2 separate regions of the Danio rerio genome follow, and region 2 is linked to region 1. The links are chromatin contacts, called in public Micro-C maps. All regions are on one chromosome and are shown on one strand. Each heading gives the region's core, a stretch centred on a gene start, on an enhancer-like site or on the middle of the called end of the contact. The rest is flanking DNA. Distances are from core to core; before and after follow the strand shown.

Evidence for each region. A called contact is a pair of places that touch in the nucleus more often than the background predicts.
Region 2: a Micro-C map of caudal fin shows a contact between it and region 1, with 4 times the contacts expected there. The contact joins the enhancer-like site here to the promoter of krt93 in region 1. A contact is called at or near these places in 2 of 18 Hi-C or Micro-C datasets (caudal fin and hematopoietic stem cells).

The regions. Positions count from the first base shown.
Region 1 is chr11:11,850,804-11,854,880 of GRCz12tu, forward strand. It overlaps krt93 (keratin 93), which reads right to left and starts at 2,113. Exons shown (of 8, transcript NM_001040359.1): 1 at 1,571-2,113; 2 at 1,294-1,376; 3 at 1-114. The coding sequence starts at 2,050.
Region 2 is chr11:11,946,603-11,950,563 of GRCz12tu, forward strand. No RefSeq gene overlaps it. Among named protein-coding and RNA genes, the nearest start is that of krt99, 18 kb to the right of the region's middle. Within about 2 kb of position 1,404, at least 5 of the 62 cell types and tissues checked have an H3K27ac peak or open chromatin away from gene starts, as enhancers often do. A contact at or near this core is called in caudal fin, where this site is marked.

The DNA of each region.
Region 1 (4,077 bases), core at 863-3,362:
CCCTTGATCTGCATCTGTAGGTCATTCTTTGCCAGGTTCGTCTGGTCCAGCAAGCGGCGCAGGTTAGCGATGTCAGATTCTACACACTGGCGCATCACAACCTCATGCTCGAATCTGATTGGTGGAGAGGTCACATAGGAAATAAATTAGTAAACATGACAAATGTGCACATACTGATGTTCAAAAACAGATTTGACTGTTATTAGCACTTTTACTTATATTGCCTGCATGAGGCACTCTCTCAATTAAGGACAATGTTTTAATATATTAGATCCACAGCTTCATTTTGTCTTTAGTCATAAGAACCTTCAGAAACATTTCTTTTTATCAGTGCTAAAAACAAATGTGGTGCTTAACATTTTGGTGGTGATACATTTGCTTTCAAGATTCTTTTATAGAAAAAAGTAAAAAAAAAAGTAAAAAAAAAAAAAAAAAAAAATATATATATATATATATATTTATATATTAACATTAAACATCTCTTTATGGTATGTGTCTTTAATAATCACTTTATTGTATGTCTTCAGAAATATTTTAGAGAAACATTAAGTTAAATTGTTAAACTTATAAGATATGTATACATACTGCTAAAAAAGGGAACACTTTTACTATTTTAAGGACGGAAAAATACACTCTGCACCCTGGCACATGGTCTAACAAGGTTGTGCTTTTTCTCTTAAAGAGTTATGGGTGTGTTTTGAGCAGAATGTGCATTAAACTAATCAGAGATTCATCTTCTATTCCCTTTAAGAGTCAGTTGCGTCATTCCATGGTGCATTTGCTATTTACATGGCGGACTTTGTAAGTGGAAAAACTGAATGTTTCACAGGCAAGAAAATGATTGACAGCGTCATCTCCATTCGGCCTCTTTACTTTCTCTTTACTTTACTTTTACTCGTTACTTCTTTACTTTTGTGGATAGCAAACTTTAACATGCTCTGTTTTCAGCTGGTCAATTGCGCAATTTTTTTTAGTTCCTCAAAATAGCAACACGCCAACAATGTGCCTTGACACACCCAAGGGTCTAAAAAATGGTGCAAAGGGATATGCTATTTAAACAACATGGTGCAAAGCGGAAACATTAGGGTTGTGTTGGTCTGAATATAGCAACAAATTGCGCCAAAACACATCTTGTGCCTTATTGCGCCAGGTGTATGATAGGTCCCTAAGTGTCCCCTTTATTTTTTTTGAACAGTTTATAAGATGAAGCTATAAAAAAACCTAGTATTATTTACTGACTAAAACCTTTCATTCACAAAACTGACTTTATTTAAATAACATTGGGGATCTTACTTCAGCCTGAAGTCATCAGCAGCCAGTTTAGAGTTGTCGATCTGCAGGAGAATGTTGGCGTTGTGCGTGGTTGCATTTTTAATCTGAAAAACAAAGCATTTGAAGAAATTATAGCAGAACCTGTAAAATTCTGTGGAGCATTATTGACAGATTATAATACTAAGCAAGCAATTATCTGCAGTCTGTTTCTCACATCTTACAGTATATCTAAACTAATGTTGTTACATTAAGATTTTACTTTTCTTGCTTCATATTCATTCAAACATCACCACTGTACCTTGTCTTTTAGGTCCTTGATGGTGTTCCAGTATTGGCTGTAGTCCCTCTGTGCGACTGGCCCCTTCTTCTCATAGTACTCGCGGATCTGCCTCTCCAGAGTGGCATTGGCAGCCTCTAGGGAGCGCACCTTATCCAGGTAGGACGCCAGACGATCATTCAGGTTCTGCATAGTGGCCTTCTCATTCAGCTGGAAATCCCCAAGGCCGCTAGAAGGCATTACGCAAATGGAAAGTGGTCCACTATATCCTCCACCGTAACCTCCTCCATATCCTCCACAGTGTCCTCCAGCAAATCCGTATCCTCCACCGCCTCCAATTCTAGTAGAGGAGATGCGAGTGCTTCCTCCAAAACCACCTCCATACACACTGTAGGCTTTATGTGGAAAGGATGTCGAACCTCCACGACTCTTAGTGACTATAGATTTTGAGGTCACGGTCTTGGGACCTTTGGTTGTTGTTGAGCGAACAGAGAGTGACATAGTGGATGGATACGGAGATGAGATGAACCCAGAGAGGATACTGCAGGAAACCGTTAGAGTTGTCCTGGCGAGGATGGCACCTATGAGTCCAGTTCTGACCTCTTATAGAGATGGAGATCCAGGGCGGCTCCTGCACTTCGTGGGTTGGTGATGAAGGTAGGGTGTGTGTGAGAGAGTGTGTGTGTCAGACCCAGCTGTCACCACCAGCAGAGATGAAACTTAAAGACCAGTATTAAGGTTCCACCCTGGTGAGGAAACTGCAATGGAATTTGTGTTGACTGCATGTACTACGAAAATGTGTGCACTCTAGAAATTACAATAAAGGGAGTGCAATAAGATAAGTAGGTTCACTGTGTTACTTGCATTTGTGCATTTTTTATTGCATGTTGTGCCAGCAGAGGAAATCCATTTAACAGTTAGAGGCAGAAATAGGAGGTTGAGCCAGTCATGCAAGGATATGGGTTTTATAAACTCACCATCTTAATAATAATAAAGAAGGATTTGGCTGACAGGTAACTCCCTGAGGTGATGTGAGATCATCTGTGGCAGTTTCACCACCCTTTTACAGGTCACACAGACCAGCCTGAAAATTTTAGTGCCTGGTTTAGAATTTTATATTTAATTATATTTTTTATTTATTTATTTTTTGTTTTTTGGTGCAGTGGTTAAAACGTGGTTAGAAGCTGTTTCTAAATTAAAGTAGGCTATTCATAGGTGCTAGCAAAAGCATGGGTAACACTTTATTTTGATGGTCCATTTTAGTATGAGTAGACTGTCTGCTTAATATCTATAACTGACTTTAAGAAACTTTGCATGTACATGTCAATTTACACTAATCCTTACCCCAACCTAACAGTCTACTTATAATCTAATGAGAATTAGCAGGCAAGTAGATGCAATGTAACTTAAATTGAAAATTTGAAAATAGTAGCAAAGCTTTAGTTTATCCTTTCCAGTCAGTTTTCCTCCACCAGAGGCCTAATAGTATTCAGTTTTCCTCCACTAGAGATCACTGTGACAATCAGATTCTCCACAGCTCTGATGCAGTTCTTGATGGGTTTAGAAGCGCGCGCCTGTAATCCAAGCTACTGGGAGGCTGCTTTTTGCTCGATTTTGTGGGTTATAATTGCTAAATCTATTTGATGTAGCTACTAATTGATTTACCAGTAAATTCTTGATAAACTACCAAAATGGAGGTTATCTTGGACTATTAGCATAACGGTAGCAAACATTCAGTTTTACGCCTCTAGAGGTCGCTGTGATGACCAGATTCTCCACAGCTCTGATTCTCTCAGTTCTCGCTGGGTTTAGTGGTGCGTGTCTAAAAAAATAAAATAAAAAAAATCCCATTCCAAATACATACTTTTCATAACAAATATTAATTTCATCTATGCTCATTATTAAGTGATGTATTTTGTTTAAAAGGAAGTAAAAATTGCTTGCTTATTTGTGCATTCAAGACTCATTTGCTGGTAAAATGGTCTATAAATGGAAATGGAGGGGGACCCACAATTTTTAGTTAGTATTACTGTCAAAAGAATTTATCTTCTGATATGTGGCAGTAGCTTTGGGAGTTCATGTTATAAGTCTAATGTTTACCCTGAAAGGTGTCTTTCTTTATCATCATGGCTTTGACTTGAGCTGGTGCTGAATCTTCTAAACTCACTCTCAGTCTATCTGTCCATAAAGCTTTTAAAAAATTGTCTTTATCTAAGTTATTGCAGTTCAGAAGATGGGGGTCTGCACTTTGTACGTCTGCATGGAAACTCTAATTGACTGCAGCTTTTTGGACAAAAGGTAGTACTGATTAAACAGGTCCTCCTATAGTTTAATTCTTGTTTAACAAAAAAATTATTAAATGAAATTCCTATTTTTTTTTCTCAGCCTGTTTTTAGTTTATTTTTATTTTCTTAATAATTGCCCTGGATCTTTTATCCAGTAGTTTGGCTTGTATTTGGAAGTTTCTTTTGCTTCTTTCTTGTGGACATTTATCTGTTTTTAACATCTGAGTGCAAATTACATTTTGT
Region 2 (3,961 bases), core at 154-2,653, 95 kb after region 1:
TATTTTATAGTTATTTACTGCATAATCTACGGTAAGGGTTAACAGTGTGCATACTTGAAACACTCAGGCAGGTGTGTTGAAGCAAGTTGAAGCTAAACCCTGCAGGGACACCGGCCTTTCAGGACCGAGATTGATGACCCCTGCTTTAGTGCATCGCATCATCAGATGCTAAAAATAAGGTGTGCGGCAGCGGCGATTGCAGAGCAGATACGCGCTAGACAAGTGCTTTTTCAAACCAGTACTGTTGTGTTGGCATTTCAGCAACTACAAACTCAGGAATCTCCCCATGGTGCATCATTGGTAGAATAGTTATCACAAATGTGTTAAAAAATGTGTTTGTAGTTGTGTAAAATAATGGATGTTTTTGATATGTTATTTGTTTTGTAAAGTGTTTGTTTTGTAAAGTTTGTTTCGTTAACTTTTTTTTACTAATGTTTGTTTTGTTTGTTTGTGGCTTTCGATTCATTTGTTTCACAGGACACAAATAGACTCAATCAACTTTGCCATACTTGAAGCTTGGATCATAGAATAATTAAAGTTAGTCTCTGTGTGCGTTTAACACAAACTCCAATAATTAGTCATTATATGGTGGTACTTGGAGAGACAATTTTTTCTGACGTGGTACTTGATGAAAAAAGTTTGAGAACCACTGTCCTACTTGATGCCAAAACAACATCACATTGACATCTAACATTGCACCGTGTTGTAATCGATATTTGACACGCTTTTTCATGCCAGTGTTAGATGTCATTTTGGCATGTTTTTATGTGTTTTTTGATGTTATTATGACATTATGTTACTCAGTGTCTTATAATTATTATGAAAACAAAATTTAATAAACAATAAAAGAACTAAATTAATTTGTATGCAAACCTAAACAAAAACATTGGCTAGCAAAATCCCATGCACACAAGTTAGAGACAATAGCTGTGGCTGTGATTTCATCTAGAAAAGAGAGAAAACATTATAAACAATAGAATGTCTGCCTTGTTTTTTTATTTATTTTATCATAAAATATATTTCAAAATCACTAAAATATACAACACTGAGTGTGAGCGTAATGCAAGCCTGTCATAGTCTTCTTGATTGTAGAGACAATATAGAGAGACATTGTAACATTTGCAAATGTTTGCCTTCTGTAAAGACAGTGGACAAAGATAAAGGAGCTAGTGTTATCCCCATAGGTATTCTGTAAATATCTTTGTTTATATGACATACACAACAGAGGACTTTTACACTGAACCAAAGTGGTTTCCATTTTGAACTGATCAACATTTGAGGAGTATGAGAAAATTCCATGGCTGCATAGATCATTCTGGTTTGTCTGTGAGATGGAGCAGCTGTGTTGATACTAGATCTGTCATGGGTGTGGCATCTTACCTCTTTCTAAGTGTGAGAGCTTGAATGAGCTTGACAAGACTAGTTTTCACTGGTGACTCATTTATTAACCTGATGTCACCTCAGAGCTTCTTAGCCACGGCTCAGAAAAAAAAAAAAGTTTGGTGTTTTTAATTGTGTTAATAAAGCAATCTACAATGAATGTGATTTCTTCAAATGAATAATGCTACTTAAAAAAAATCTTGATTAAGGGATTGTTTTAGAAACAATCAGTGTGAAATAAAAAATCAGAAGGGACTTTGACATCTGGCCTCTAAAATCTGTCTACACCCAGATTATATAACAAAAAGGGAAGGCCGGGACCAAACATGCCTAAAAGATATCCTTTCAGAGAAACAATCAAGCATAATTCAGAAGTAAGATGAAGAATAGTCACAGAAGCTCTTCTTATGAGCCTCAAAGTCTACATGAATTCTGAAAACTGCAGTTTAATAATAGGCAAAACAGTTAACCAATAAAGTGCACGAAAAATAATTCAAATATATATATATATATATATATATATATATATATATATATATATATATATATATATATATATATATATATATATATATATATATATATAAAATAAATTTTTTTGTCTTTGCAAGGCTTTAATATTCTCATTACTTGAATGCAGACAGGTTGTGAATGAATTATTGTCTAAAATGTATTATTATTGTTATTATAAATATTATTATTACATTATATTAACCTTTGGAGTTATTTCTGTAGAATCTGTTGAACATAAAAAGATCAAGGATTCAAATAATAGCTAAATTACAACCTTTAACAGTTATTAATTACATAACTTAATTATATGCATCGGAAAATATAAAATATAGCATACATTTTTTGACAATTAATTTAACAAAGGGATTTAATAAAGTGCTTTTATTTCCTTACTTATCATTGGCTGTTGCAGAAAGAGTATTGCAAATTCCAAATATAAAAGGCTCACTTCAGGGGATTCTGTTTTTTGTTTATTTATGTATTGTTAAAGGAATACTATCATAATGTAAAGACTGAAGATGAAATATTGATATGATTATCACAAATATGCTTGGGTCATTTTAATAAGAAGTTAAAAAAAACTAAAAGGTTTCATATTAAACTGTTTTTAACTGTTTAAAACTGTTTTAAAACAACTCCATATAGGACAAAATAGCAGCATCCACTCAAATATATTGTTTGAATTCACTGCTTTCTTTTCTTAAGAGTTCTGTGATTTTCATCGTTGCAAACTGTGCTTTGTTTGATTTTTTTTCAAGATAGCAACGTAAAGCAACATAAAGACCTCTGACTGTCACGGCACATTTAATGGATGTGCATGACACCTAGTGGCCAGTATGGTCAACAAACGACATTAGCTCTAGACCTAACTATTTTTTATATAATTCTACGACAATTACATTAATTAGGCCTACTATATATACAGTTGAAGTCAGAATTATTAGCTACTATTGATTAATAACTGATTTATTTTATCATTGCCATGATGATAAATAATATTTTACTAGATATTTTTTAAGACACAGCTTAAAGTGACATTTAAAGGCTTAACTAGGTTGATCAGGTTAACTAGGCAGGTTAGGGTATTAGGCAAGTTATTAAATAATGATGGTTTGTTCTGTAGACTATCAAAAATATAATAATAATAATTTTGACCTTAAAATGGCTTTAAAAAATATGCTTTTGTTCTAGCTGAAATTAAACAAATAACACTTTCTGCAGAAGAAAAAATATTATCAGACATACTGTGAAAATTTCCTTGCTCTGTCAATCATCATTTGGAAAAAAAAAAATATATATATATATATATATATATATATATATATGGTATATGGTCTCACTTTATATTATTTTATATTAAGTGGCCTTTACTAATATGTACTTACACAGGAACTAATAGTTTGTTACAATGTACCTATTGTGTAAATACATGTATTTATTGTGTACTTATGCTTGATTAAATACCTGTATGTAATTACATCTGTAATTAACTTCTGTAATTACATTTGTAAATACACTGTTTACCATCCCTTACACTTTAACCCACCCTTCAACCTACCCACACAACCAAACCTGTCCATAACCCAACCCCTATCCCAACTCAAGAGCACCACAAGTGTTCTCAAATACATCATGAACACAGTAAGTACATTGTATTTATTTTTTTGATGCAAGTACATAGTAGTTAAGGACACTTAATATAAAGTGGGACCATATATATATATTCATTCATTCATTCATTTTCTTTTCAGCTTAGTCCATTTATTAATCTGGGATCGCCACAGTGAAATGAACTGCACTAACAACTTATCCAGCATATGTTTTATGCAGCGGATGCCCTTCCAGCTGCAACCCATCACTGGGAAACATCCACAAACACTATTTCACATACACCACGGACATTAACTTACCCAATTCACCTATACCACGTGTCTTTGGACTGTGGGGAAAACTGGTGCACCCTGAGGAAACCCACGCCAACACGGGGAGTACATGCAAACTCCACACAAAAACACCAACTTACCAAGCTGAGGCTCCAACCAGTGACCTTCTTGCTGTGAGGCAATCG